2 separate regions of the Mus musculus genome follow, and region 1 is linked to region 2. The links are chromatin contacts, called in public promoter capture Hi-C maps. All regions are on one chromosome and are shown on one strand. The core of a region is the stretch at or near the end of the contact, and the rest is flanking DNA. Distances in the headings are between cores, read along the strand shown.

The links. Promoter capture Hi-C pulls out the DNA fragments that hold promoters and counts their contacts.
Region 1: a contact with region 2 is called in a promoter capture Hi-C map of pre-B cells, with 2.2 times the contacts expected there. The contact joins the promoter of Bank1 here to the enhancer-like site in region 2. A contact is called at or near these places in 5 of 39 promoter capture datasets (the 3T3-L1 cell line, 3T3-L1-derived adipocytes, cranial neural crest and 1 more), 1 of 15 datasets of contacts at CTCF or cohesin (pro-B cells), 2 of 484 Hi-C or Micro-C datasets (B cells and nephron progenitors), 1 of 115 datasets of contacts at active chromatin or transcription factors (the 230-238 cell line) and 2 of 9 other capture datasets (adipose tissue and liver).

The regions. Positions count from the first base shown.
Region 1 is chr3:136,321,304-136,328,355 of GRCm38.p6, reverse strand. It overlaps Bank1 (B cell scaffold protein with ankyrin repeats 1), which reads left to right and starts at 2,290. Exons shown (of 17, transcript NM_001033350.3): 1 at 2,290-2,486. The coding sequence starts at 2,417.
Region 2 is chr3:136,102,860-136,110,013 of GRCm38.p6, reverse strand. Bank1 (B cell scaffold protein with ankyrin repeats 1) reads left to right here. Exons shown (of 17, transcript NM_001033350.3): 8 at 6,086-6,164. Among named protein-coding and RNA genes, the nearest start is that of Gm31243, 200 kb to the right of the region's middle. Within about 2 kb of position 3,388, at least 12 of the 459 cell types and tissues checked have an H3K27ac peak or open chromatin away from gene starts, as enhancers often do. A contact at or near this core is called in the 230-238 cell line, pre-B cells and pro-B cells, where this site is marked.

The DNA of each region.
Region 1 (7,052 bases), core at 1,041-3,540, 220 kb before region 2:
AAAGCACCTCTGTTTTGAAGTCAACTGCCACTAACATTGTTGAACTTTCATACAGTGATCAGCATATGTTTTTTTTTAAATGATGATGTCACCATCAACAACAAAAGCCAGAGCCAGCAGCAGCAGCAGCCCTAGAAATAAGACTTTAATTAAAATAGATAGCTCTGCATTGCGTTACACATGCATAAATGCATAACTTTGAAGACACAGGCATTTAACTGTGTGGAAAAAATAGAGCCTTCAGTTGGTCTAAGTTGCAGTTAGAAATCCCTTCAGTAGCACAGGTACCAGTGAAGATAATCTTCCCAGTGAGCTCACTTGGATGGAGCACAGGGAGGAGCTAGAGAAAGCACCCAAGGAGCTGAAGGGATCTGCAACCCTATAGGTGGAACAACATTATGAACTAACCAGTATCCCGGAGCTCGTGACTCTAGCTGCATATGTAGCAGAAGATGGCCTAGTCGGCCATCACTGCAAAGAGAGGCCCATTGGTCTTGCAAACTTTATATGCCTCAGTACAGGGGAACGCCAGGGCCAAGAAGTGGGAGTGGGTGGGTAGGGGAGTGGGTGGGGGGAGGGTATGGGGGACTTTTGGTATAGCATTGGAAATGTAAATGAAGAAAATACCTAATAAAAAGAAAATCTACATAAATACATTTATGGATTATGACAGAAAAAAAAAGAAGTTTGTGGTGATTCTCTTATGAGATTCCCACACCCAGGCTTACATATATCATTTGCCTCTCCATGCCCTCCTTCCAATGCCGTTGCTTACCTAGCAAACACAGAAGTGGATGCTCACAATCAGCTATTGGATGGAGCACAGGGCCCCCAATGGAGGAGCTAGAGAATGTACCCAAGGAGCTAAAGGGATCTGCAACCCTATAGGAGGAACAACATTATGAACTAACCAGTACTCCTGAGCTCTTGACTCTAGCTGCATATGTAGCAGAAGATGGCCTAGTCGGCCATCACTGGAAAGAGAGGCCCATTGGACTTGCAAACTTTATATGCCCCAGTACAGGGGAATGCCAGGGCCAAAAAATGGGAGTGGGTGGGTAGGGAAGTGGGGGGGGGGACGGTGTGGGGGACTTTTGGGATAGCATTGGAAATGTAAATGAGGAAAATACCTAATTTAAAAAAAAATATATATATATATATATAAATACACTAAATTTCCTTTTAATACACCACACCCTTTCTTTCTCCCCTATGAAGACTTAATCTTTCCTAAGTATTGCATTTCTGAAAACATTGACCGGAGTGACACCCATGTCCCTGTAAACTCTGCTGACATTTCTGGGTAAGCTGTCCTTCATAAGCAGCCGCTCACACGTCAGGGTATCATTTCATATACTGGCTTTATTGTTCCAAATTTGGAAGAGTTACTCAAGATGATCAAATAAGAAGTACCATGTAGAAGATAAATGTATATCTAATGCTTTTCAAAGCTTCCTCACATTTTGCTTTATGAATTTTATCTAGCATGTGTGGAAAGTTAATGACTTTCTGTGACACTTGATAGTTACAGTATTCCAAAAACACTTAGAGTAGAACTTTCTGGTTCTTTTCGAAGAAGGAAAAGTGGTCCATGGCAACTGTGTGTTACTTGCACACTTTTTTTTATTGAATATTTTCTTTATTTACATTTCAAATGTTATCCCTTTTTCCAGTCCTCCTCCCCCAACACACACACTTTGAATTTGATTGTCAAACGATCTCCAACTTTGGTTAGGTTGTAGTCTAGTGATTTTTGATATTTGCTCATTGTTAGGCTCTGGGATAACTCTTTGGGTATTTCTTATTCTTTCAAACAAGCAAGAACACAGCCATAATTCATGTTTGAGGAGAAGGGTATAGGGTATGTGTATGTCTCTGACCTGGCCCATTTCAAAATTAGAGCAGATCTAGGAAAAACTTCTCATGTGGGAATGAAAATCACTCTATAACACACAGACTTAGCCTGGAGCCTGGGTAAGATGAAATACTAAAATTTCATACCTTTATATCTCTGTCACGGTATCTCTATCTATGCCTCTGTCAAGTAGTTCCTTTTATAAAAGTCTACTTTCTGTCTTGCAGAAGGAAGGGTTAGCATAGCAGAGAAATACAGAACAGAATAAGAAAAGCTATAAGCTCTAGGTCACCTGAGCTTAAAGATAGCCTGGGAGAAAGGGAACCTAAGACAGCTCTCTCAAACTAAGTAAAAGCAAGCCTGAGCAATTTCACTTCCCCCAGCAAGGCCTAACCCTAGCCTTGCGGCCTGAGCCCCTGGGCTGCATTTCCGGCAACCTCGGGCCACAATCCCCAGAGTAGGAAGCAAGCTGCAGGGCCACAGACCATCGGAACTAAAGGTCTGCAGGGGAAGTTGCAGGCAGGGCTGGCCACTGCAGCTCCCAGGCTCCAACCTCCCGCAATGCTTCCTGTGGCTTCTGGCACTAGGGGTAGCACCCAGGATCTGTTCCAGGTTGGCCTAGCACCTCCAGGTGGGTGGTCTCATGTTTGTCAGGGCTTTGGGTGGAGGGTACATGATGACCCTGGAGTCCTTCTGAGACTAAGGGCCACCAGTAGACAGTTTGCCCTGGGAGCTACCAAGACCTGGGTGTCTTTAAACCTGGGGGTGGGGTGGGGGCTTCTCTACTTTTGAAAATCACTTTGCACCCAGCTTTAATGCTAGATCTCATCTGAAATGTATATACATGGAGCAAAATGCCTCGTTTGAAGCATCCTTGCCCATTCCCCTGCCCCGGATCAGTCTGTATAAAACCAACTCCCTGGAACCATGAGCTCCTAAATGAGAAAAAGGAACGGAGTCAACTTGGTTGACTATGTCAGATAGTTTACATTTTCAAATGACTGCTGAGGTGCTTGGTTTGAGTTCCTTTTGGTTTTATTTTTAAATGCATGTGAAGTTCCAGAATAAGCATTAAAAACTTAGCTTTGGTAAAGAGATTTCACCAGAATATTAACATGATTATAGGAGGTGTTCCTGGTGAGTTATACAGCAAGAAATTGTAGCCTGAAATTATTTTAATTTACTAATCAGAATTAAAATTCTCATAACATTTTTATTTTTATTGTATTTTATTAACTTTATTTTAGGTAGGATCTTTTGGCTTTAGTTGTTTTTAGGGTCTGATACACTTATTTTATTAGATATTTTCTTTATTTACATTTCCAATTCTATCCCGAAAGTTCCCTATACCCTCCCCCTGCCCTGCTCCCCTACCCACCCACTCCCATTTCTTGGCTCTGGCATTCCCCTGTACTGAGGCATATAAAGTTTGCAATACTAATGGGCCTCTCTTCCCAATGATGACCGACTAGGCCATCTTCTGCTACATATGCAGCTAGAGACATGAGCTCCGGGGTGTACTGGTTAGTACATATTGTTGTTCCACCTATAGGGTTGCAGACCCCTTTCAGCTCCTTTGGTGCATTCTCTAGTTTCTCCATTGGGGGCCCTGTGTTCCATCCTATAGATGACTGTGAGCATCCACTTCTGTATTTGCCATGCACTGGCATAGCCTCATACGAGACAGCTATATCAGGGTCCGTTCAGCAAAATCTTGCTGGCATACGCAATAGTGTCTGAGATACACTTTTAATAAATGTGAACGGTTGTTTTTTTTCCATTAAAATGGGGAATGTATCTATAACAATGGAAGATGGCCTGAGACCCTCTGGTACCAGTGATGTGGGAAAACTGTACCATTTTAAATTCCGGACCATGGCTTTTGTCACCACTGCATAGCTCAGGATCTGTGGCAAAGTAGCCTTTGCAAGCAAACAGGCAGAAACAACTCATCTTTTGGACCTTGAACAAGAGACCTCTTTTGTAATTTCTATTTAACAGCTGAGTTTAATAGAACATGTTGGAATATGCCTTTTGTGTCAATGAACCTTGTGTTAGTGTCTAGAGACAGTGGTTATTTTGAGCAACATGGGTAAGATGAGGAAACATTCATGTCTTGCTGAGTATTCTTGCTCCTCCGTGTCCTCTCTTTGGTCCTTCTCAATACAGTAATTAGCACTTGCTTCAGCTTCTTTCTTATGGACTGGAAAGTCATCCCCCTCCCCCACAAGATTTAACCCAAGCCCAATTCATTAATGCAAGTTGTCTTTTAAGTCAACAGATTCTCTTCTTATTAGTTAAATTTGTTATTCTACAGTTTTGTAAGTGTATGCAACACTTAGGGCCCAGTTTCATCCTCTGCCTCTCCCTGAACCCATCTTTTTCATGTCCCCCCCACCCCAAATCTCACTCTTGTGTTCATGTCTGCTTCTTTCATTTTGTGAACCTCAGAGATTAATCAGGTCCCATGTAACCATGAGTTTGAAGCTATCCTTGGTGGCTGGTCACTCAGTAGTAGGTAGCCAATTCAAGATGGTGACTCCCGTCTCTCAGGAAGAGGAAGGGCTCACAGGGCGTCCTAGTCTCTTGACTCTGTTTATGAAGTGGAGATTACGTGAGACATTTTTCTCAGCACAGGGTTGACTTTAGCTTAATGTGCTACATGGATGAGGGGGCTCAGTTAGGTCAACTGCATCCCTTCTGAGAAGAGAAAACTGCTGCATAGGAGCTACTTCCCACACAAGCGGTATCAGAAGGTCAGTAGCTCCGCAGCCACTATGTGTCTCCTCACTAGAGCTGTGTATCAAGCAGTATGAAGTAGTAAGCATGCTTTGACACCCATGAAGGCATTACTAGTAATGAACACATCCACACATCCTGCCATTGGAGTTAAAGTCACCATTATGTATCTGTTACCCCTTCAGTGGCAGATGGCAAATTTTAATAACCAGGGCTAGGGCAACAGTCTAATCAGTAGACAAAATGTGCAGTGAATAGGAATTGGGTTAAGAATATGTCTTTTGATTTATATTTAACTAGATATGGTTGAAAAATGTCAAAAGGGGATCTTGCCTCTGTTTCATCCTAAAACAAATGTTTCTTCTTATTATTATTTTTTAACTGCTAATGCCAGGTATGGTGGTGCAGTCTGAGTTTAAGGCCAGACAGGTCTACAGAAAGGTTTCAGGACAACTATGGCTGCACAAACAAACCCTATATTGAAAAACAAACCAAGATACAAAAAAATAAATAAATAAAAATAAAAACAACACAACAAACCAAAACCAAGCCAACCCAAACCAAAACAAAAGACCAAAAATCTACTACCTTCCTTTGGATCTATTCATTAAAGTTCAAATTATTTGTCCCATACCTTAAACAGTTTTCATTGGCATTATTGGTTTTGTGATCCATGTGAAAGCAGAAAACATTAAAGATTAGAATCAATGTGTGTTCTTACTCACAGTGTGCTCTGTTTGTAGCCACAACTTTTGTGGAGCACAGCTGCCCAAGTCTCTCCCTCTGCATTCAATGGATTCACAGCTCTTTCACAAACTCTAATCCAGGTTTATCCTACCCAGCAAACCCCTGGTCCCACCCTGGTACCAGGAAAAACTTGATTTCGTTAAAGTAAGGATTCCGATTAGGTCACGTGATCTGAGAATTAAAGAAGGAAGCCACTTTAGACAGTTTTCACTGAAGTGTGAAATAATTCAGTAATGTGTAATCACTAAGAGGTGAGGCCTAAGCGTCAGGATGACAGGGTGACCCTGGAATAGAAGAGGGACTTTTCTACTGCCCATACTTTAATGAGCACTGCCCACCTGGGATGCTTCCAGATGCAGACTGTCTCACACCCAACTTCTGATTTACCTTCACTGTGATCATGGGTAACCCATGTCAGTCCTTTATTAAAAAGCAAAATCCAGAGAAACAGCAATACATGCTTGGAAGTTGTTTTTGAGAAGTAAACGAGAACATGCAGGTGACATCCTCACTCAGGTGCCGTGGATGTCTATTTAATTCGTAGATAGTCATGTGATAGTGCTGTGTTTGCCTATTTAAAAGATATGTTCTTGCTGGGCATCAGGGTTCAGGCTGTTAGTACCATCCCACGGTAGGCTAAGGTAAGGGATAAGCCTGGGCTACATAAGAGATTCCAGGGCACCTAAGTTAATGATGAATCCCTGTCTCAAACAAATAGAGAAACAAAAAGTTTACATTGAGAAACTTTCTCCTGTGGATTGGTAGACAACTTCATGACTAAGCAACTTTCAAGATGGGAAATTTAGAAGGCATGACTTCCTGTGTGAGATACTGCCATGTCTGTGGGAAAATGCGTGGTTAGCACTTCTAGGAAAAGAAGCAGAGGTACCCAGAGTGAGAAGAACCAAGTGCAGATGTATTCAAAGAGTATGAAACTGGAGCAGTTTTCACAGAATTCAAACAAGGATTTAATAGGTCAAAAAGAGTGCACGATCCACTTTCCTTGCTCACGGTGCCAGTTGTGACCTAGTTTAGTTCATATATAATATAGGGGAAAGTTAAGTCTCAAATACTGTGGGATATTTTAAACTGTTTGAAGAGGAATAATCTGCTTTCTCAAGGTATTTACTGCTGGTTTAAAAGCACTTCCAATTTAATCCAGGAATTGGTAGCATAGGCCTTTTGATCCCAATGGGAGGAGGATAGAGGCAGACAGGTCAATCTGAATTCATGGCCAGCCTGATCAACTTAGTGAGATCCAGGACAGTTAGGATGACACAGTGAGACTCTGGTCTCAGTGGGTAAAGTCACTTGCTACCAAACATACTGACCTTAGTAGTATCTAGAATCCACATAGAACTGACTCCAACAGTTATCCTCCGTTCTCCATACACATGTGTCATGACACATACAACAGTGTACATATGCAGAGACACAGTATATGTCTAAAAAAATTAGAAAGTAAAAAAAGTCATTGTGGCCAAACAAAAATTGTAAATGTTGCATATGCTGAAGGTTTACTTGGTTGTGACCTAATCCTCTGAGTTGCATTTGTTATTTTATTACCTTGTTTTTAGGTTTTCAAGTGTCTTACAATGATTTTGGAAACAGCTATGAAATAAGAATAGAGAGAGAACATATTGTTTAGGTATCCTTGTTGAGACACAAGTTGTTATTTGACATTATATGTATTTAACTTCTTTTTTTTATT
Region 2 (7,154 bases), core at 2,139-4,638:
TCAGCCACATGAATCCTGAGAGTAGGTTTGCAGCAACAGAGGCACTGAGGATAGTTCTGTCTAATTTGTCAAATAACACTTATTTGTTCATCGTAATAGTATAAAATTAAACAGTCCTTTGTTTCATTTGTCAAATAACACTTATTATCTAACAACTGAAGAGTATAATTTCTGTAGGAAATTGCTAAGTGTCTAGCTGGCATTTTACATTTGCTTCTAGCTTGCATTCAGAAACCACTCATACCTCTTATTTTAGATGAATAGAGTATCCTCCCGTGGTAAGGATGGCAACGCAGACCTCTATTGCTCTGCTATTTTGACCATTTGCTTCTTTAACCCTGACTCAAATTATTAAAGACTTGAAAACAGCCGACAACAGGCTTTCAGAAATGGCTGGCACAAGTGTAGACCTGGCACTTTGCCTTCACTAACTTCAGTCTGCCAATTTGAAGCCATGTAGATCTGTTTGCTCTCTACTTTCTACTTGGTGTCCCTTCATATGATATTTTAAAGCTTGATTTGATTAGAATATTCCAAACAGGTTAATGATTTATATCCTCGTCATGGTGGTGCCTTGTGTGTCCTCTATTGAACTTTTTTACTAGATTTAAATTTGAGGTGAAACCCAATGTCTAGACTTTGAAATGCTCGGTAGTGAACTTTGTGCGTGCTCCTATTCTTGACATAAACAGAAAACTAGAGCGACTGATGCTCTAGGTGTGGCAATGCACATGCTCAGTCAAGATCTCTTATCAGCTTCTCACTGCTTACATATCAACTCTGTAGCCCATCTATGTGGATAGCTGGTCCCTTCCTTTGCATTCCCATTATGCAATGCCTTATGGGTGGGTGCCATGAGTCCTACCTCCCATCATTTTGTGTTAGAAGAAGGGAAGTTAATTTTGAAACTATTGTAAACAAATATTTGTAGTGTCAGTGTTGTAAAATCTAAGTTTAATAATGTGTGGGATAATATGAGGTTCCATCAGCCTGTATTCTGGGATTTCCATCTCTTTCATGGGTTTACAAATGAAGCTATACCAGATGGACTCTCAAGCAGGTATGAGTGCCTAACCTACACACCATGCCCAGGAATCCTGCTTAATGCCTATGTGTATAAAGAGGTCTGGCACGAACCTATAATAAAATTTATGCTTGAGTCCCTTTACCTAAATTAGGTGTAATTTCAAAAGATCTTTTTTCATATCATACCATTTTCTTTTTTTTTAATTGGATATTTTATTTATGTACATTTCAAATGTTATCCCCTTTCCCAATTCCCCCCCCAAAAAACCCTATCCCATTCCCCCCTCCTCCTGCTTCTATGAGGGTGTGCTCCCACCCACCTACCCTCTCCTGCCTCCCCACCCTTGCATTCCCCTACACTGGAGCATCAAGTCTTCACAGGGCCAAGGGCCCATTCTCTCATTAATGCCGGGGTGTCCAGATTTAATATTTTATCATTTTAGACTCTTTGGCTTTATTCTTTATATTATATTTTGAATACAACTCATCTTTATTCAACCTTGTAACTGAATATAAATGTTGACATAAACATGACCATGACTGTATGCAAACTATGACAACATAAAATGCAGTTCTGTAGTAAAACACTCTTAAAATAATAGAGATAACAGTTGCAGAGTGTTTTCCTGTCACCAACCTTTATTCCAAGTACTTGCTATCACTTATGCTTTTACAATAACTCTATTAGGTGAGATATATTCAAGCTCTTTGACATCTAAGGAAGCCAAGGCAGGGAGGAACTTGCTGAGCTAATGTAAGTATTAATGGGAGAGAAAGTCCTGAAACCAGATCTGTGTGATGGCTTTCCATTCTCAGAACTCACAACCTATCGAATCTGTACATGTTCCAAAGGGATACTGATGATCGAAGGCAGGCTGCAATCACCAGCAGCTGCACTACAGACCTCTTCAACTAAGCGACTGTAAAGAAGGATTGCCATTTTGCTTCTTGTCACAATTTACATCTGACAAAATGTCAGCTGCTGTTTGGATCACATGGTTTTCTCTTTGCATGAACCACCCAGCCTTGCCTTTGCTTTTCTTTACTAGAACAGCGACATTTGTTCTTCCTCCAAATCATCTGTTGCACCTACATCTGTTAGATCAGTTAACATACATCAACTTCTACAATTGGATTCATGATGCATCTCTCAACCTTTCTCATCCTTCCAAACCCAGTCCTAGCTATGTTATAAAGAATGATTTCACTAGTATCTTATACTGAAATCTTCAATTAAGCAAAAGACAAAATTATAATTCCTTAGTGTATCTTATATTGATTTTTTTCCCAAGCTAAATATTTAGCATCTTTGGGGAATGATATTATAGCTTTATACACAGAGAAAAATCATTAAGAAATGTTTGCTGCCTGATTTCTCCATGTTGGTGATAATGGTCATGTTTAAAATTGTTACTTGTGAATGGTATGCTGAGAACTTCCTGGGTTGAGGTTGGTGAGAATGTTGGGTAAAGATCCCTAAGCCAGAAACTCTTCCTTGTGTAAGATGTCTCTGCTCAGTTCTGAATATCATTCTGAAATCAAGAATAGTTCATTAAGAACAACTCTTTTCTTAGTTTAGATTGTTGAGTGTGTAGTTAAACCTCTCTTGTTTCTCTGCCTTTTTTCTCATCCTTGTACTCACTAAAGCCTTCTTCCCATTGCTTTCTTCCCACCCAGCTTCATCTCTACAATATGGACACAGCTCTGTGGGTTTCATTTTCAGTGTACCGTTCAGACATTTGTAGTAACAAACTTATCTATTTAATATCATGGCCAGTTTATCATTGTATGTTTTTCAAAGGAGTAAGACAGTAGTTGAACAAGTATGTTTTATAGTTGATGCTCAGTAGCCCATATCTAACTGCTCTTCTGAAATCTTCAAAGCACAACTTTGACTCTGTACTTGAAGTTCAGGTCTGTTAGTCTTATTTTTCAGTTATGTGTTACTAATCAAATCAATAGTTTATCTGTCCACTATAAAACTACTTTGTTTCAGAGATTAAAGGACTACTTCATAGTCATGCATCTACTCCAAATATATTTTCAAGTGTTCCTAGATCCAATACAAAGCATATTTAAACTGAACATGTCCTTCTCTAGACTGCTAGCTTAGTTCTAGGTTGCACTGAAAAATGCCTTGTTAATGTAAAATGTGTGAGAAGGGGAGAGAATTCTCTAAAGGAATGATCTTTAAAGGAAGGCTTTAGGCTGAGAGCTGGTCACCAGATACTGGTGGAGTAGAAACTTTCATGGTCATATTTAACTCCCTTCCTCCAGCCTTTGAGATCAGAGTTCTTAAACATCCTGTCTACACCACGTCCTGTCTACACCCTCACTGAAGTCCTTGACTATAATGAGGCACTCTCACTCTGATGTTGTCAGTTCTTATTTTGAAAACCAAATCCTGAGTATAGTTACCCTCTGACCCTTGTCACACAGTTTCTGAAAGGAAATTTTGTACATGATGTATTTCATTCTTTGCCCATACCTAGCTACTTAAGATTACTCTAACTGATGAATCCACATAATTCTATTATGCTTCTTCTTACCAGGCTCCCCAGCAACTGTCCCAAAATCCAGATGAACTGGTTGGTACAGCTTTTCTTCTGACCTTTTTGAAGCCTTTATCTTTAGGATGCATTTGCAGCTTTCTGTCCTGTTTTTTTCTGCAGCATCTATCTCCAGACTGCCCCTTTTGTTTGTCCTTCCATGCTCTGTCTATGATGCCTAGACTCTAACTTCAAGTTTGGACACTATCTGGGTGACCTGTCTATTGGTAGAGTTGGGGAATTAAAATCAGCAACCATCATTCTATTGGGGTCAATTTAATTTTCTATTTTATTTCTCTATTTTATCTGTAATGAAGCTTTATTAAAATAAATAAAATAGTATATTTTATTTCCCTTTATCTTTCAGCAGCAATATGATAATTTTGACTTTAGTTTTCAACTTTCTTCCTTTGATAACAGCATATGTACTATATAGAAACTTTACTGAATGTTTAACAAATGTATAAATAATGTTAGACAGAGGAAAAGAAACCATGCTTCCTTAAAAGTATTTATAAGAAGAAAAATCTATCAAGTCTATATTTTTCTCATTAAGCCTTAATAAAGTGAGGGGCATAGATAATACTACTCACATTTCACAGGGTTGAAAGTTGAGGTTTAAAGTATTTCACCTGACATCATATAGCTGATGAATTACTCAATTGTGATTTCTCTTTCAATTAATCTACAGTCCACACTTCATTCAATAGGACTCACAGCCAACCACTAGTGTCTAGATATCAGAGTAGAGTGAGACTCATCTTTGACATCATCATTGGTTTTGCATAAGAGTTATTATATTGATATATCATCAAATCAAGCATATTTTTAAAATACAATTGTAAGATGAGAGGTAAACATTTGTTTTTCTAGTATTAATATTTCAGAATAATTTCAGATTATTCTGATTCAAATGCTAGAGAATACAATTACTCACATAGCATTAAATACACAAAATATTAATTGCATAGATCTTGGGCTAAGATAAAATTTAGAAGGAGGTTCCTTTGGGATATTCTTGAGTTTAGGCTATTTACAGATACGGACTGATTAAAACCATGACACAAAACTTACTCCAATATATTTGTATTTCTTTACAATCATATCTAGGCACTAGCTCTTATTGTATAGTAATTTTCATAAATCTTCAAGTCTTTGGAAATTATTTCTGATGTCTAACAGGTATTAAAAAATTCTTTGTGTAATTTTGAGAGTACTATAGACTTCTAAGCTATATTCTTGATCCACATATAAAATGTCAGCTTATGCTAATTAGAAATCAAAGGTACCTATATAAAACAAGATTTTATGATTTTAAAATATTAATACTTGCAAATATTATCTAACACATCAATGTTATCATTTTATACATTACAATTAGAAGAAGGGACTGAGGTCTAGAATGATCTATTAACTCAATAAAGAACTGAGACACTTCTTCCTTATTTTTATGATTCCCAGGAAAAATAGAGGTTATGATGCTTTTGTGAAGTGCACTCATTAAAAAATAAATCAGTTCCATTGGGTTTTCATTGGCCAACAGAGATGGCAAATAAAATTGATGAGGTCAGGGTACAGGTCAAATACATGAGAATACCTTGGCTGAGTGCACCAATGCGGATGCTTGTAACATATAAGAAATGGTCTCATCATTTCTGTCAATTCTGTTAAGAAAAAACTGTATTTTGAATAAGCCACTTGAAATGTGTTTTTAAACCTTGCGGTCCCTAGTAAACACAGTCATATCCCATCCTTTTCTCTATGTAATTTCGACAAATGCAGTTGCTATTATTTGGCTGTCTTTGTTCCACAATTATAGGAGCACCATCTCCCCAGTGATAGCAGGATTTTGTCCTCTCTTGGTAATTCTCTTTTCTAAATATAGTAGCACCTGGCGTGTAGATCCTGGGGTGTGATTCAGTTGTGGAGTGAAAACTTAGCATGTGGGATACCCTGTGCTGAAACTCCCCAGCAGGTAAATAAGTAAGTCAGTAAATAAATAAATAAATAAATAAATAAATAAATAAATAAATACTAGAACTGACTTCAAATTGACAAATAAGTGGAAATAAGTGAGCTTCCTTTCTTCCTTATAAAGATTTGGAATAGACATCTCTGTAATTTTATTACTTTCATTCTAACATAATATACCTGATTTTTAAAATTCTCATCTTTCAAATAATAAAATTCTCATCTTTCAAATAATAAAAGCAACAGTTTTAAGAGAAACAATTATATTCAGTTTCAGGGAGGTCTTTACCACACCCAAACTCATGATTTTCTTCAAGTTGTTGTGTTTCTTTTTCAAATTAATCTGTTATTCAAGATGGATGTCTTATTTTCTCATTTGTTCTTTTTGATATTTGTGCCATATATCATTGAACACATGTAGATGGTTGTAACCAAAACTGGTAATGAAGAAATAAGTCTTTAATAAAACTTTAACAGCATTTCTTTCCCTCTAGGTAAGATTAAAACATATTATTAAAAATTACCTTCCTTCATTTCAGAGCCAAAACACTGGCAGAAATAGCAAGCAAGAAAATGACTATGAAGAAGATGTAATCTCATTTTCCACATATTCACCCTGTAAGTTTTTCTCTACTCCATGAATACAGATAGGTTTTGAGTGTGGTGTATTAAACTCAAAAATAAGACTGAACAAAATGTAGAAAGTTATTTCATCAACTGAAGAATTTTTAAATATTGAGGTAAAGATAATTTCTTGCCTCACGTTTGATAATTTAAATGCCTTTAACAAGGTCAAGATCTAATAATGAAATATGAGTTTTCCTACCCTGAAAAATTATAGAAGTCACTTTGATACAGTTTTCTAAGTTTTTGAAACCTGTATTTCCAAGTCGATTTTTCAAAACTGAATCCTTTTTTTTTTTTTTTTTTTTTTTTTTTTTTGTGGAGCTGAGTTCTCTCAGCTGAGAAGTAGAAAGCTGAGGCTAGGATGTTTCATAGATTTCAATGCATCTCTATGTCTAACATCTGAAGATGAATTCTGTGTTCCTACAGGTTCAGGTCAGGTCTTATTAGCATACAGTGGCCTGTTTACCATCATCACCAGCATTTATAATGAGCATCTCAACCTCCTCCTCCTCCTCTCCCCCCTCCCCTTCCTCCCCCCCCCTCCTCCTCCTCCTCCTCCTCCTCCCCCCTCCCTCTCCTCCTCCTCCCCCTCCTCCCCCTCCTCCTCCTCCTCCTCCTCCTCTTCCCCCCTCTCCTCCTCCTCCTCCTTCTCCCCCTCCTCCTCCTCCTCCTCCCCCCTCTTCCTCCAGAGCACCCCACTCTGTATCATAATGATGATGGAGTACCCAATGTCTCCACCTGCTGACTTCCCTCCTCAGCCAACAAAAATGTTCTTTTCTTTTCCTTTTAAGTTAATTCAAAAATATTGAAGTCATTTTGAACTTCTGTTCTTTCTCTCCCACTCTATATCCAGTCCAGCCTAATACTATTGACTGTATTTTCAAAGTATTGCCAGCATTCAACCAGTCATCATTGATCATTGTTATCTACCCTAGAGAGAGAGAATACGCATGCCTCTGCCATTGACTGTATGCCGCCTCT